4 separate regions of the Mus musculus genome follow, and regions 1, 2 and 3 are each linked to region 4. Evidence: chromatin contacts called from public Micro-C and promoter capture Hi-C data. All regions are on one chromosome and are shown on one strand. The core of a region is the stretch at or near the end of the contact, and the rest is flanking DNA. Distances in the headings are between cores, read along the strand shown. Region 1 overlaps Skap1 (src family associated phosphoprotein 1). Region 2 overlaps Skap1 (src family associated phosphoprotein 1). Region 3 holds the start of B4galnt2 (beta-1,4-N-acetyl-galactosaminyl transferase 2). Region 4 holds the start of Hoxb8 (homeobox B8).

Region 1 (2,997 bases), core at 494-2,993, 360 kb after region 4:
GGGTTGGGGCAGAAAAGGAAATATATTCAAAGTACGTTACACATTTGCATGGAAATGGCCTTATGTGACCCTGTAAAAATAACCAAGTAAAACAAATAAAAAATAAAATTAAGTAATAACTGCTTTGTGGGAGTGTGTTCATAGAGCCAGGCATAGCAAAGCAAAGACACCTGCAATCTTAGCTCTCAGGCTGCCGGGGCAGGAAGATCTTGAGTGAGGGGGCAGCCTGGGCTACATAGCAAGACACTGTCTCCATAAAATTGTATTTATAAAAGTGCTGAGCCAGGCAGTGGTGGCGCACGCCTTTAATCCCGGCACTCGGGAGGCAGAGGCAGGCGGATTTCTGAGTTCGAGGCCAGCCTGGTCTACAGAGTGGGTTCCAGGACAGCCAGGGCTACATAGAGAAACCTTGGAAAAAAAAAAGAATAAAAAGTGTGTGCTGCTTTTAGAAAATAATTTAAAGCTGGGTCTTTAGCTCAGTGGTAGAATGCCTGCCTAGCAAGTACAAGGGCTGAAGAAAATTAAAATAAAGAAGCTGGACATGACACTGTATGCTTGTAGTTCTAACGCTTGCTTTGGAAATGGAAACAGGAGGGTCCTCATGTGTCAGTCTAAGCTGCATAGTAAGTTCTGGGCTAGCCTGATCTATGGACCACATAACAAGAGCCTGTCTCAAAACTGATGAAACAAGGGCCAGCAAAGTGGCCCAGTGGGCAAAGCACCTGCCCAGAAACCTGATTTTTTGATCCTGGAAACTCACGTGGGAGGGGAGAACAGCTACCCCATAAGTAAATAAATAATAGACAAATGTGAAAATAGGATCAAAATTTAAAAATCAGAGTGTAGGATAAGCTTTATGAACACTTAAATTACTTTTGGGAAATGGTAAATATCTCTGAAATTCAAGAAGGACAGTTACTGTAGCCAACTGGGGAACTGTCTTCTCTCGTTGTATCCTGTGAGACTCTCAGAGCTGCCAATCATCCCTCGGGCAGGTGCTTCCACAAGAATGAAACTGTCTCCAAGAAGGACCGAGTCAAAGGGTCACACCTCCATCTGTGCCCAAATTCAGAAAGTGAAGGCTACACTCTTTCTCCAGCTCTGGCATAAACAAAGGGCTTTATTCCAAAACTGTGCTTACATTCTTCCTATATGTGCTCAGGGATCCAGAATCAAAGACAAATGAGGGGACTCCTCGTAGCCTCTAGGGAAGCTCTACGGCAGCCAGCGGTTCTCAGCCTTCCTGCGGCTGCGACCCTTTAATACAGTGCCTCGTGTTGTGGTGACCCCCCCCTCAACTGTAAAACTATTTCCATTGCTACTTCATAACTGTAATTTTTCTACTGTTATGAATCACACCGTAAACATCTGATATGCAGGATATCCAATATGTGACACCCCTCCCAAGGGGGTCACGACCCACAGGTTGAGAATCACTGCTCTTCAAGCCCACAATGCTCTTCAGCTCTTTTACTGTGTGCGCACGTGTAATCTTAAACAAACCCCCTGACCCATGTTCTCTGGGGTCACATCTTCCTCTAAGTGCATCTTCCTGGCCGTTGCTAAGCGTTTGGGTTCCCAAGCTTCCTTTAATACATACAACTGCCATCCGCACCAGCTTCCTTTCTTCCCATCCACTTCTGTTGGCTTTAACAGGAAGTCTACTTGCCTGGCCAGGCCCAGCTGTGAGCAGGGGCTTGAGTGAGAGGTATTTATGACCTGACAGGAAGCTGCAGCTAAAGATGAAGCTGACTGGTGGCTGTTAGCAGGAGAAGGAAGTGTTTATGACCCCATCTGCTGGTTTCAATAGGATAGACCTGCCTTTATGGCGTCAGCCTCCCCTTGTGACTTCCTTCCATTTGGGCAGTGATAGCTTATTTCAAGATGTTCCCACCCAACACGCGCTGTTGTCCCCTTTGTTTAGGGGGTGATGAGGAAGGAAAGACTTTGTTTCTGGAATGTGGGGATGGGGCAGTTTTGATGGTTTGTGACTCAAGCTGGAGAAAGGCTTCCTTGGAGCTGACTGTGTGGATCCAGGAAAGCCACCCGCATCCTGCTGCCTCTTTGACTGCTAACTACCATGAGAGCACGGCCATATTAATGCTGGCCGCTGTGGGGCGGTTAGGCTAAGCATTACCAAACCCTGTTTTAACTAGAGTGACGCTGGCTTGACTTCTTGGCCGGTGGGGAGAAAGAATAACTTTCATATAGTTAATTCCTTGCTTCTTAACTTTCATTTACCTTTCATACTTTCCTGCCTCTCAACTTTTTTCTTCTACAGAAAGAAACCCTTGAAGCCAACAGAGGCAGTATCTGCTCAGATCAAAACTCTTATAAACGTAATATAAGCAAGATTAACCCCTTCCTTATAGCCATCCAGGTTAGGAGTGTCTAGAGATGGCAATTCATTTGTGGAAGTGCCCAAAATGTAGGAGTTGTCTTATTACTCAACTGCTCACTCGCCGCTGAAACCTGTGTTTTCTGTATATTAATCAGACTTCCAGTTTACTGCAGAATGACTATCTTTCTTTGGTTTTATTTGTGCTTCCCCTAGGCCCATTAGTACAGATGAAATTTTATATTAAATTGCTCAAATAATCAACACAGTACGTGTAAATCAAAGTCTTTAGCTCCAGTGGCATTATTTGAGTGGGTATCGATGAATCAGTTCAATGTGATTTCTTTCCCCTGTTGCAAAACCAGGATTTCTTTCCTTTTAAAGATCCCATGTCTAAAACATGGTGTTTGCTAAATTTCATTCTCTCTCTCTCTCTCTCTCTCTCTCACACACACACACACACACACACGAGAGAGAGAGAGAGAGAGAGATTCATGAGTTTGTCTGATTTACAGAATAGAAGGGGAAACTTTTTGTTTGAAGTTAAATCACCCCCTACTGAGCTTACGTGTGTCCTTTAGATCCTATCTTCAGCCAGGCAGTGGTGGCGCACGACTTTAATCTCAGCACTAGAGAATCAGAGGCAGGTGGACTTCTGT
Region 2 (2,772 bases), core at 56-2,555, 410 kb after region 4:
GCACCCGCTCCTCACAGGATAAAGCCTACTTGGGCTCACAGTCTCCCCCATCATAGTGGGGAAGGCACAGCAGAGCTCATGGCAGTGGGGATGCTCAACCCGGTAGAGGAAGAAGCAGAAAACCAAGTCAACAGAGTTGGGCTACCACTCCCAAAGGCCCTCCCTAGAGGCCTAAATCTGCCAGCCAGACCCCCTTTTCTAAAGGCTCCACAATCTCCCCGCCTAACAGCGCCACCATCTGGAAGTCAAATAAGTATACAAACCCACAAGCCCATTTCAAAGTCCTAGCACCAAATAAGGATGGATTTCTAAGTCAAAAATGAAGCTGCATTACAGACACCAGCGCAGTCGTGGTCTAGATGGTGTGGACCCTAGGCCATAAGGCATGTCTACTGACATCCATATGTTCAACTCATTTCCAAGGAACAACTGCAGTTCTGAGGGAATCCAATTATTGTTTCCAAGGAAATAAAGAGCTTTGGAGGTCTTTGACTGCATCAATTATGAAAGTACAGATTTGTTTAGTGACTACAGACTGCGGCATAACTAAGATAACTCATGGCTTCCTTTAATTGACTCTCCTCCTTAAAAAAAAGCGTATCAGAATGCAAATGAGTCACACCGTTCTAGAGAAACTTTAAATCTGTTCTTATTCTACAATAATTCAAAACCCATGCCCTTCAACTAATCAGAACGTGTCAGGGTACCTGGAATAACAGGCAAGGGTTGCATCAAGTTACCCATTCTTTAAACTAAGCCACCTGTGGGCTGGAGAGGTGGCACAGTGGTTAAGAACATTGACTGCTCTTCCTGAGTTCAATCCCCACCAAACCACATGGTGGCTCACAACCATCTGTAATGGGATCGGATGCCCTCTTCTGGTGTGTCCAAAGAGAGCAACAGTGTACTTACATATACATAAAAATCTTTAGGAAAAAAAAAAGATGACCCACTTGCACCTGCTGGACGAAGCTGGGTGCTACCATTTACTTAGCTGTCAGCCTTGGTTTATCGAGGTTACCACAGCTGGAAGCAGAAGGCCTTTGTCCTAAGGTGTGAGAGAAGAGCGTCCCCAGAGGCCACAGATCTCTTCTGTGTTTCTCCTTAAGAAAGTTCTCCATTGTTCTCACAGAAGTTTCACCACTGTGTCTGAATCCAATGCCTTGCCTGGCTTTCTCCACAGTGGAGATGAACTTGAACGATGTAGTGGTTTGAATAGGAATGGCCCCCACAGACTCGCATGTTTGACTGCTTCTTCCCCCATAGGGAGTAGCACTATTAGGAGGTGTGGTCTTGTTAGAGGAAGTGCGTCACTGTGGAGGCGGGACTTTGCGGTCCTATACGCTCAAACTGGGCCTACCCCGACAGTCTTCATTCTTTTGTCTCCGGATCAAGATGTAAAAGTCTCAGTCCCTTCTCCAGCTCCACGTCTGCTTGTGTGACACCGTGCTTCTCCGCCATGATGATAATGGACTAAACCTCTGAACTATAAGCCAGTCCCAGTGAAATGTTTTCCTTTATAAAGAGTTGCCGTGGTCATGGTGTCTTTTCTCAGCAAGAAAACCCTAAGACAGCTGTCCTGTGTTCACCGCCTGCCTTTTGTCAACACTGGGCCTTTTCTCCACAAACACATCCATTGCATTTAAAGCTATCTGTGGAGTGGTTTCTCTGTCTTTGTGTCTCGTGTGTCTATCTAAACCCTTTGATGAGCAAAGCACCATGGCAGAAAAGCATGCTGGACTGGGTGAGAATCCAAGTGGCTAGCCATGGGACCACAGGAGGTAAAACATTACGTGAGTGTAGCACAGAGCAACAGAAGGTCACGGAAAGTCAGCTCTCAGCACCAGAAGATGCACGGTCCTTGCCTGTACCACAGACAGACTACTGTTGGCTGGTTCCCAAAACTTGGCAATAAGGGGAGAAAGTTAACCCAGAAAAACGAGAGACCAAGGATAAGCACAACTGGTCTTGCTAAAGAAGGTCACAGGGGCTGGAGAGATGGCTCAGTGGAACACGGGCTGTTCGTCCAGAGGACTTGTATGTAATTCCCAACAGCTCACAATTGCCTGTAACTCCATCTCCAGGAGGTCTAGTACCCTCTCCTGGCCACTGTGTGTGTGTGCAAGTGTGTATGTGTATATGTGTGTACATTTACATACACACACACATATATATGCATAAATTTTAGTTTAATATTCTTAAGAAAGTATATGTTTTTTGCACAGCTCAGCAGACAGACAGACGCCTTCAGTTAGGGAGTTGGAATGAAGATGGAACCTGACCATTTCCAGTCTTCAAATACCAGATTTTCTCCAGCCTCAGCCAGCCAGATTCCCCAGAAGCTGGCTGTGCACCCTCTTACCTGAAAGCCCCCACCGCCACCCCTGTAGCTCTCGGTCTTTAGGGTTGAGTGGATTTGGTTTCTTTTCAAGGCAATTGAACTTAAATTAAAAGGAAGAAGATCGATGAGAAAAGTCAAGTTGGGGGAAAGCAAAAAACATTATTCCAAAAACTCTTGGTCTTTTCAGGTTGAGTTAGCAAGAGACCAAACCTGCTGCATGTGGTAGGAGTTAGCAAGCACCTGGTTTGTTCTACAAGGGCTGCGCCGTTTTCGTAGGGGAATCAGGTGGCCTCCTACGCCATTAGCCCTGTGCTGTGTGTTACCAGCTGATTTCTCCAATTCTCTTTTCTCAGTGGGCTAGAACACAGCTGGTTAAATAGGCCGTGACGCACATAAGCTCCCGTGTCTGCTTTATTGACTGCTTTATGGAA
Region 3 (2,769 bases), core at 158-2,657, 370 kb before region 4:
GTCCCATTTCAGAAATAGAAAGTCAGAAGTTGGAAGAGATGTTTCCCCAAGGCCACACTGGCCAGCACTGTATAGTCAAAACAGGAAAATAGCAGACTTCAGAGATGAAAATCGTAGATCTAAGGGTACAATTCTAGCTCTTTATAAGTGAAGGAAAAACAAAGTCTGGCCCAAAATGTGCCAGCCTTGTGTTCATTAGCATCATTCAAGTTGACTGAGTCTATGAAACAGAAGTCCCAGCTCCTATCTCCTCCCACATGCAGGAAGCAGGAAGCTAGAAAGAATATTGAAGGACTCTGGGATTCCTGAAGCCCTTCCTTAGCAATGCACAGCAGACTCCCAATATCTGCCTTCCTCCACTCTCTCCCTAAATCCTTTGTGGAACAAATGTGTGCTTTAAAAACAAACAAACAACCCCCCCCCCCCCAAACCTGGTCCTGGTGCAGAGTCTGCAAACCGTATACCACTGAGGAACTTCCTCAGCCCCTTTGAAAGTTTTGAGATCAGATCGGATGTCCATCTGGCCTCAGAATTGTGGCCCTCTGCCTTCCAGGTAGTTTAGTAGTAGTGACTGGCCTCTGAGTGTCAGGCAAGCACTTCACCATCAGAGCTACATGCCCCTCCCTTTAACTGCATTTGCTTTTGAAAAAAGAGAGAGAAAGAGAGAGAGAGAGAGAGAGAGAGAGAGAGAGAGAGAGAGAGAGAGAGAGAGAGAAACTTTGAGGAGGTGTGTGTAACACACCAAAATGATTTCTAACTCACACAACTCGTTTCTGATCCTTCTGAGTGTTTTGTAAAACTTAATCGAACACGCCTAAGTTCAGCCTCTTCAGCGTTCCACGGTGTTGTGCGGTGCATTGAGGTACAGCTGAGCCTCTTACTCCTGATGCAACCTTCTGAAACCCATTGGCTCTGTGAGGGCTGCTATAAAACTCTCTGGAAAGGACTCAGGGATCCAGGCTCTTACACTTGCCTAAACCCACATCCTACAGCTGGGTACCAGACTCAGTCAGGTAGGCGCCTGATCCCCGTTCAGCGCACCCGGCACCCCCAAGACACGACCCCACGCTCGGACTTGCCCCCCACCCCCTGGAGATCAACCTCCAAGTCGGATTTTCCCATGGGAAAACCGGTTCCGGGTTTGAGCCGGCGCAGCGTCTGAGACGGGAGAGAGGAGCGGGATGTCTAGCCAGGAAGGCACGCACTGTGCCGGGAGATCCTTGTCACCCACGCGAAGACTCCCCGGGCTCCACCAGCCGGCTGCCTGCTGTCTGAGCACTGCTGGCTGCCGCCGTTACACCTGTTCCTCCCCAACTCCGCGTGCCCACGTTCCTCCGGCCCAGGGACACTCACTACCTGGAAGTCATCGCAGCTCGCTCCAGCCACTTCTGCAGACTGCCTACCGCAGGTCTGGACGCGAGCAGGAATGAGCTGCGAGTCCCAGGGACCGCGCCCGCCTACCTCGCACAACCCCCGCCCAGGCGCTGGACCTTGCCTCGCGTCCAGGATGTGTTCCAACGGTTTTGACACTATTTAAGTTGGTCCACTGTGGCTGTGCGGCGCCAGGAGCCTATGTCCCGGTACATGATCCCTCCGGTGACCAACGCCCAGGCTTTTCCTACTAGAAGAGTTACAGTCAGGTTCTAACGCTTTATTTACTTGTATAAACTATAACAGCCCCGACGACAGTTCTGTGGCTTGATTTTCAGGTGAAGAAATCTAGGCAAGTTGGGGATAATCAGACAGTAAGCAGCGTCTCAACCCACTTTGGTGTATTTTATGTCCTTTGGGTTCGGGGCTAAAAATGCAAGCCATCTCTGCTCACCCCCATTTCTTTGGTGGGCAGGTCTTTTAGAGGGAGATAGAGAGGATTCAGGGTTTTACCCAAACTTCAGGATGAACTAGGTGAAGCTGGAGAAAGTACGATCCCGTGCCACCGCTTTCCTCATCCGGGCAAATGGCTTTCCGCTCTATCTGCTCTCGCTCCAGAGCGGTCCTCCGGGCTTCAAGGCGTGTCCTAGCACGGCCTGGATAACCTGGGCGCTCGCTGCAACCTGCAACCCGCAACCCGGCCCCTGCGCTTCTTTCCAAATTAATTCTCTTTCTCAGCCTCCCCGGGTCATCAAGCTTTTCTGTCCACCCTAGAAAGAAACACAGTTTCGTAGTCCACTCCTAGCTCTCCCTATCATCTCGGGCCCTTCTACAGCTCAAATTTCAGTTCCCTCAAATTCAGCCTTTGTCCTTACCTTTCCCCTAACACTCTACCGCAAATTGTCGTGACAGGAAAACAAAGCCGCATCCGTAGCCCAATCTCTCTTACAATGACCTATCGGACCACATAATGCCTTTTTGCTTGGACGTAGGAAAAAAGCGAATTTCACTCGAAATCGTTCCGCATTTGTGTTTGTGAAACCCTTTTCGAAAGGTGTTGGGGGTGGTTTTCGGGGGGGGGGGGCTCTTCTCCGTTGAGACGAGAATGGGATCCTACTGTTGTTCTGATCCTGCCAAACTGCGTGCATGCGGCTAGTTTCAGGTATGCAGAGGACGGTGTGCAATCGTCTGCTTACACATAGTATACCTTGCCGTGTCCCAGAAAGGAAGTACGGCTAAAAACAAAGTAATCCTAAATATCCAACCGGGTAAGAAAGATATAGTCACTGAGGCAGGAGGATCAGAATCCAGGGTCACCCTTAGTTACACACCAGTTAGATGAATATATAACTCGTAGAATGCAGCGTGGGGGAGGGAGGATCTTTGCCCGCTGTACAC
Region 4 (2,997 bases), core at 145-2,644:
GCAGCTTCTTTGGAAACGTGGTTTCATTTTTACAAAGATTCTGGCTCATGGAACCCCTCAAAAAAAAAAAAAAAAAAAAAAAAAAAAAAAAAAAAGAAGCACCTTAGAGAACGGGCAGTAGATTTAATTTATTTGTAAAATTGACTCTGCCTTTGTTCTAGGACGTTTCTTTCTCCTTCTCTCTGTCTTTCCAGTCAGTTCCCTCAGGAGACCATTGGTTCTGCCTGCCACCCTAAGGTTTGACCCCCCCCACCAGCCATGTGCCAGGTACACAGAGGAGGGCCTGGGCTTGGAGTGGGGCAGCCAGTCATTTCTGGATTTGAGGCCTCAGATCTTCAGGTGCTGGAGGTCCAACTAAAGGCACCCCAACAAGAGAAGAGGGGAAATGGAGACCTTGGTGGCCTTGTTTTTTTCCACTCCAAGGTTAGTGCAGGTGGTCAAATGGCTATGGGGACATATACCAATAACAGGTGCCTTTTAAACCCACACCTTTGTGTTGGGCACGGGAGAGCATAAGACAGCAGTAACCAAGGCCTTGGTACCCAGCCTTAGTCTCCACTACCCTTACCTCTTTTGCTGTGTGGATGAAGAGGTCACTATCTATACCTGGAAGGCTTGTGTGTAGAAGGAATGGGTGGTTGGCCCCAGAAAGCTGGGTGTCAGTGGGGCTTGGTTTCTGAATGCCAAGGCCCGGGGCACAGGTTTACAGCCACACGAGATATCATCCTTTGATATCACTGGACCTTTCCCTCTAAAGTGGCCAAAGCACCTCCAGAAGACCCCCCCCTTTCTCTTGCAGCTCCCCCCAACCACCAGCAGGTAAAGCTCCTGTAAATGGCAGAATTGGCAGCCGCCTGCAGAACTTTGTTCCACCTTAGCACTGCCCATTAACCAGAAAGTTTCTTCTTCCTCTCTCAGGCCCTCTCAGACTCCCTTTCCACAGAAAATCTCGCGTGTTTGCTTAATGAGGGAAAGTTATGTGCGTGACCTAGGTGAGGACAGATCTCGGGGTGGTTTGGGGTCTCATAAGAGCCAGTGGGGTCAGGTGTGTCTGCAAGGGAGAAAATCTCGGGGAAAGTCACCGTTTGTGCCGAAAGGGAAAAAAAAATCCACAGCAACCCATAATCGGTCTCATTTCAGCTAAGTCACCCCCACCGTGCTTCAGTCGGGCGGCGGGGGCGATCGAAGCTGCAGTTTTATAGCTGTAGAGGAAAGAACTCGTAAAATGCTAACAGCTTTTATGCGCTGCAGCATAAACAACAACAGACTCCGGCTTTATTGCGTTTTATAGTTTGTTAAAGAGTTTACAGCCGTTTTTTTGGGGGCTGGTTACCCAGCCAATTCCCTCCACACGATAGTTAAACCTTTATCAATAATAAGGAAATTGATCATTAAAGCTTTAAATATGACTACCTCGTTTGTTTGAAAATATGTTTAGGAGAGGAAGCTGTATGATTTGATAACTTGTATTAAAATACCAATTACATTTATAGGACCTTTTAAAACTCGGTGCAATTAAACCGTGTTCTTTTACATTTTTCCGAAGCGACCCTGACATTTAGAAAGACTCCAATTGCCTCGTTAAAATCGCGAAATTAACAGCGTGCCTACGCCAGGCTCAGCGTTGTGGATGTGTGTGTATGGTGTTTTTCCGTGACTCCCCCACATCAGTCTTTGGGGGTGGTCTGCGAAGGTATTTGATTTGTTGTGAGGCAAGAGATATCTCATTAATGTAGGTAGTTAAACAGATTTAATCCGTATTCGTTCTCTCTCTCTCCCCCCTCCCTCTCCCCCCCTCTCCCCCTCTTTCTCCCTGGGTGTTTTTTTCTCTTCCCCTCCTTTTTTTCTGCCCTCTCCTCACTCCCTGGCGCTCTCTCGCTCTAGCTCTCTCTCGCACTCGCTCTCTCTCGCTCTCACCCTCGCTCTGCGTTCTGTCCGGGAGGAGTACCCAGAAGCCAATAGGATGCGGGGTCTCTAATGGATGCAAATGATGGTGAAAAGACGGGGCAAAATATGAAACAACTCATTTGGAGGGAAGTAAATCACCGAAAACTGTTTATGAACTGGCATCCCTTCTTCGAAATGTAAAGCGAGGACCTCTTTAAGTGGCGGTATATTTTTGTTTGGGGGGTGGGGGGTGGGGGGAGGGCGAGCGAGCCGCGGCTGCCATGCAGGCTTAGACTTTTGCAGGCTTCGCTCTTCTATTCCTGGAAATCACAAAAAGTGTGGCGGCTTTGAGATCTTCTTCGTCTTTTCTTTCTTTTCCTTCCTTCCTTCTTTTTTTTCCCCTCCTCCCTTTTCCTCTCCTTTCCTGGCGAGGGTGACTAGGAGCCGGCGAATCCGCGTTTTTTTTTCTCTCTCTCTCCCTCCCTTTTCCCCCTCCCCACCCCCTCCCCAACAGCCCCCAACTACAGCCTGCGCCGCCGCCGCCGCCGCCTCAAAATTCAATAAAATGAGCTCTTATTTCGTCAACTCACTGTTCTCCAAATACAAAACCGGGGAGTCCCTGCGCCCCAATTATTATGACTGCGGCTTCGCCCAGGACCTGGGCGGCCGACCCACCGTGGTGTACGGTCCCAGCAGCGGCGGCAGCTTCCAGCACCCTTCGCAAATCCAGGAGTTCTACCACGGGCCATCGTCGCTGTCCACAGCTCCCTACCAGCAGAACCCGTGCGCCGTGGCGTGCCACGGCGACCCCGGCAACTTCTACGGCTACGACCCTCTGCAGCGCCAGAGCCTGTTCGGTGCGCAGGATCCAGACCTGGTGCAGTACGCAGACTGCAAGCTCGCGGCAGCCAGCGGCCTGGGCGAGGAGGCCGAGGGGTCTGAGCAGAGCCCGTCGCCCACACAGCTCTTTCCCTGGATGCGCCCTCAAGGTGAGCTCCCGTCCGACCTGGACCTGACAGGGTGGGAAGGGGCCAGGGGGGCCCCCATGCCGGTGGGGGGGGGAGGGCTGGTGGGCAGTCCGGGAGTATCTTCTGCTCCTAGAGGACTTGT

Evidence for each region. Promoter capture Hi-C pulls out the DNA fragments that hold promoters and counts their contacts. A called contact is a pair of places that touch in the nucleus more often than the background predicts.
Region 1: a contact with region 4 is called in a promoter capture Hi-C map of trophoblast stem cells, with 4 times the contacts expected there. The contact joins the enhancer-like site here to the promoter of Hoxb8 in region 4. A contact is called at or near these places in 25 of 39 promoter capture datasets (the 3T3-L1 cell line, 3T3-L1-derived adipocytes, the C10 cell line and 15 more), 2 of 484 Hi-C or Micro-C datasets (embryonic fibroblasts and female germline stem cell-derived STRA8 germ cells), 15 of 115 datasets of contacts at active chromatin or transcription factors (T-cell acute lymphoblastic leukemia, bone marrow-derived macrophages, craniofacial prominence and 12 more) and 4 of 9 other capture datasets (adipose tissue, embryonic trunk, liver and 1 more).
Region 2: a Micro-C map of embryonic stem cells shows a contact between it and region 4, with 3 times the contacts expected there. The contact joins the enhancer-like site here to the promoter of Hoxb8 in region 4. A contact is called at or near these places in 22 of 39 promoter capture datasets (the 3T3-L1 cell line, 3T3-L1-derived adipocytes, the C10 cell line and 14 more), 1 of 15 datasets of contacts at CTCF or cohesin (embryonic stem cells), 13 of 484 Hi-C or Micro-C datasets (B cells, the G1E-ER4 cell line, LSK cells and 6 more), 17 of 115 datasets of contacts at active chromatin or transcription factors (astrocytes, bone marrow-derived macrophages, craniofacial prominence and 11 more) and 4 of 9 other capture datasets (adipose tissue, liver, macrophages and 1 more).
Region 3: a promoter capture Hi-C map of embryonic stem cells shows a contact between it and region 4. The contact joins the promoter of B4galnt2 here to the promoter of Hoxb8 in region 4. A contact is called at or near these places in 8 of 39 promoter capture datasets (the 3T3-L1 cell line, cranial neural crest, embryonic stem cells and 5 more), 1 of 115 datasets of contacts at active chromatin or transcription factors (embryonic hindbrain) and 1 of 9 other capture datasets (pancreatic islet).

What each region holds. Positions count from the first base shown.
Region 1 is chr11:96,640,903-96,643,899 of GRCm38.p6, forward strand. The region is part of intron 4 of Skap1 (src family associated phosphoprotein 1); the gene reads left to right. Among named protein-coding and RNA genes, the nearest start is that of Gm38960, 100 kb to the left of the region's middle. Within about 2 kb of position 1,744, at least 46 of the 459 cell types and tissues checked have an H3K27ac peak or open chromatin away from gene starts, as enhancers often do. A contact at or near this core is called in T-cell acute lymphoblastic leukemia, embryonic limb bud, hematopoietic stem and progenitor cells and 3 more, where this site is marked.
Region 2 is chr11:96,692,241-96,695,012 of GRCm38.p6, forward strand. The region is part of intron 4 of Skap1 (src family associated phosphoprotein 1); the gene reads left to right. Among named protein-coding and RNA genes, the nearest start is that of Snx11, 84 kb to the right of the region's middle. Within about 2 kb of position 1,306, at least 5 of the 459 cell types and tissues checked have an H3K27ac peak or open chromatin away from gene starts, as enhancers often do. A contact at or near this core is called in embryonic stem cells, where this site is marked.
Region 3 is chr11:95,913,464-95,916,232 of GRCm38.p6, forward strand. B4galnt2 (beta-1,4-N-acetyl-galactosaminyl transferase 2) reads right to left here and starts at 1,408. Exons shown (of 11, transcript NM_008081.3): 1 at 1,357-1,408. The coding sequence starts at 1,367.
Region 4 is chr11:96,280,511-96,283,507 of GRCm38.p6, forward strand. It overlaps Hoxb8 (homeobox B8), which reads left to right and starts at 1,395. Exons shown (of 2, transcript NM_010461.2): 1 at 1,395-2,876. The coding sequence starts at 2,453.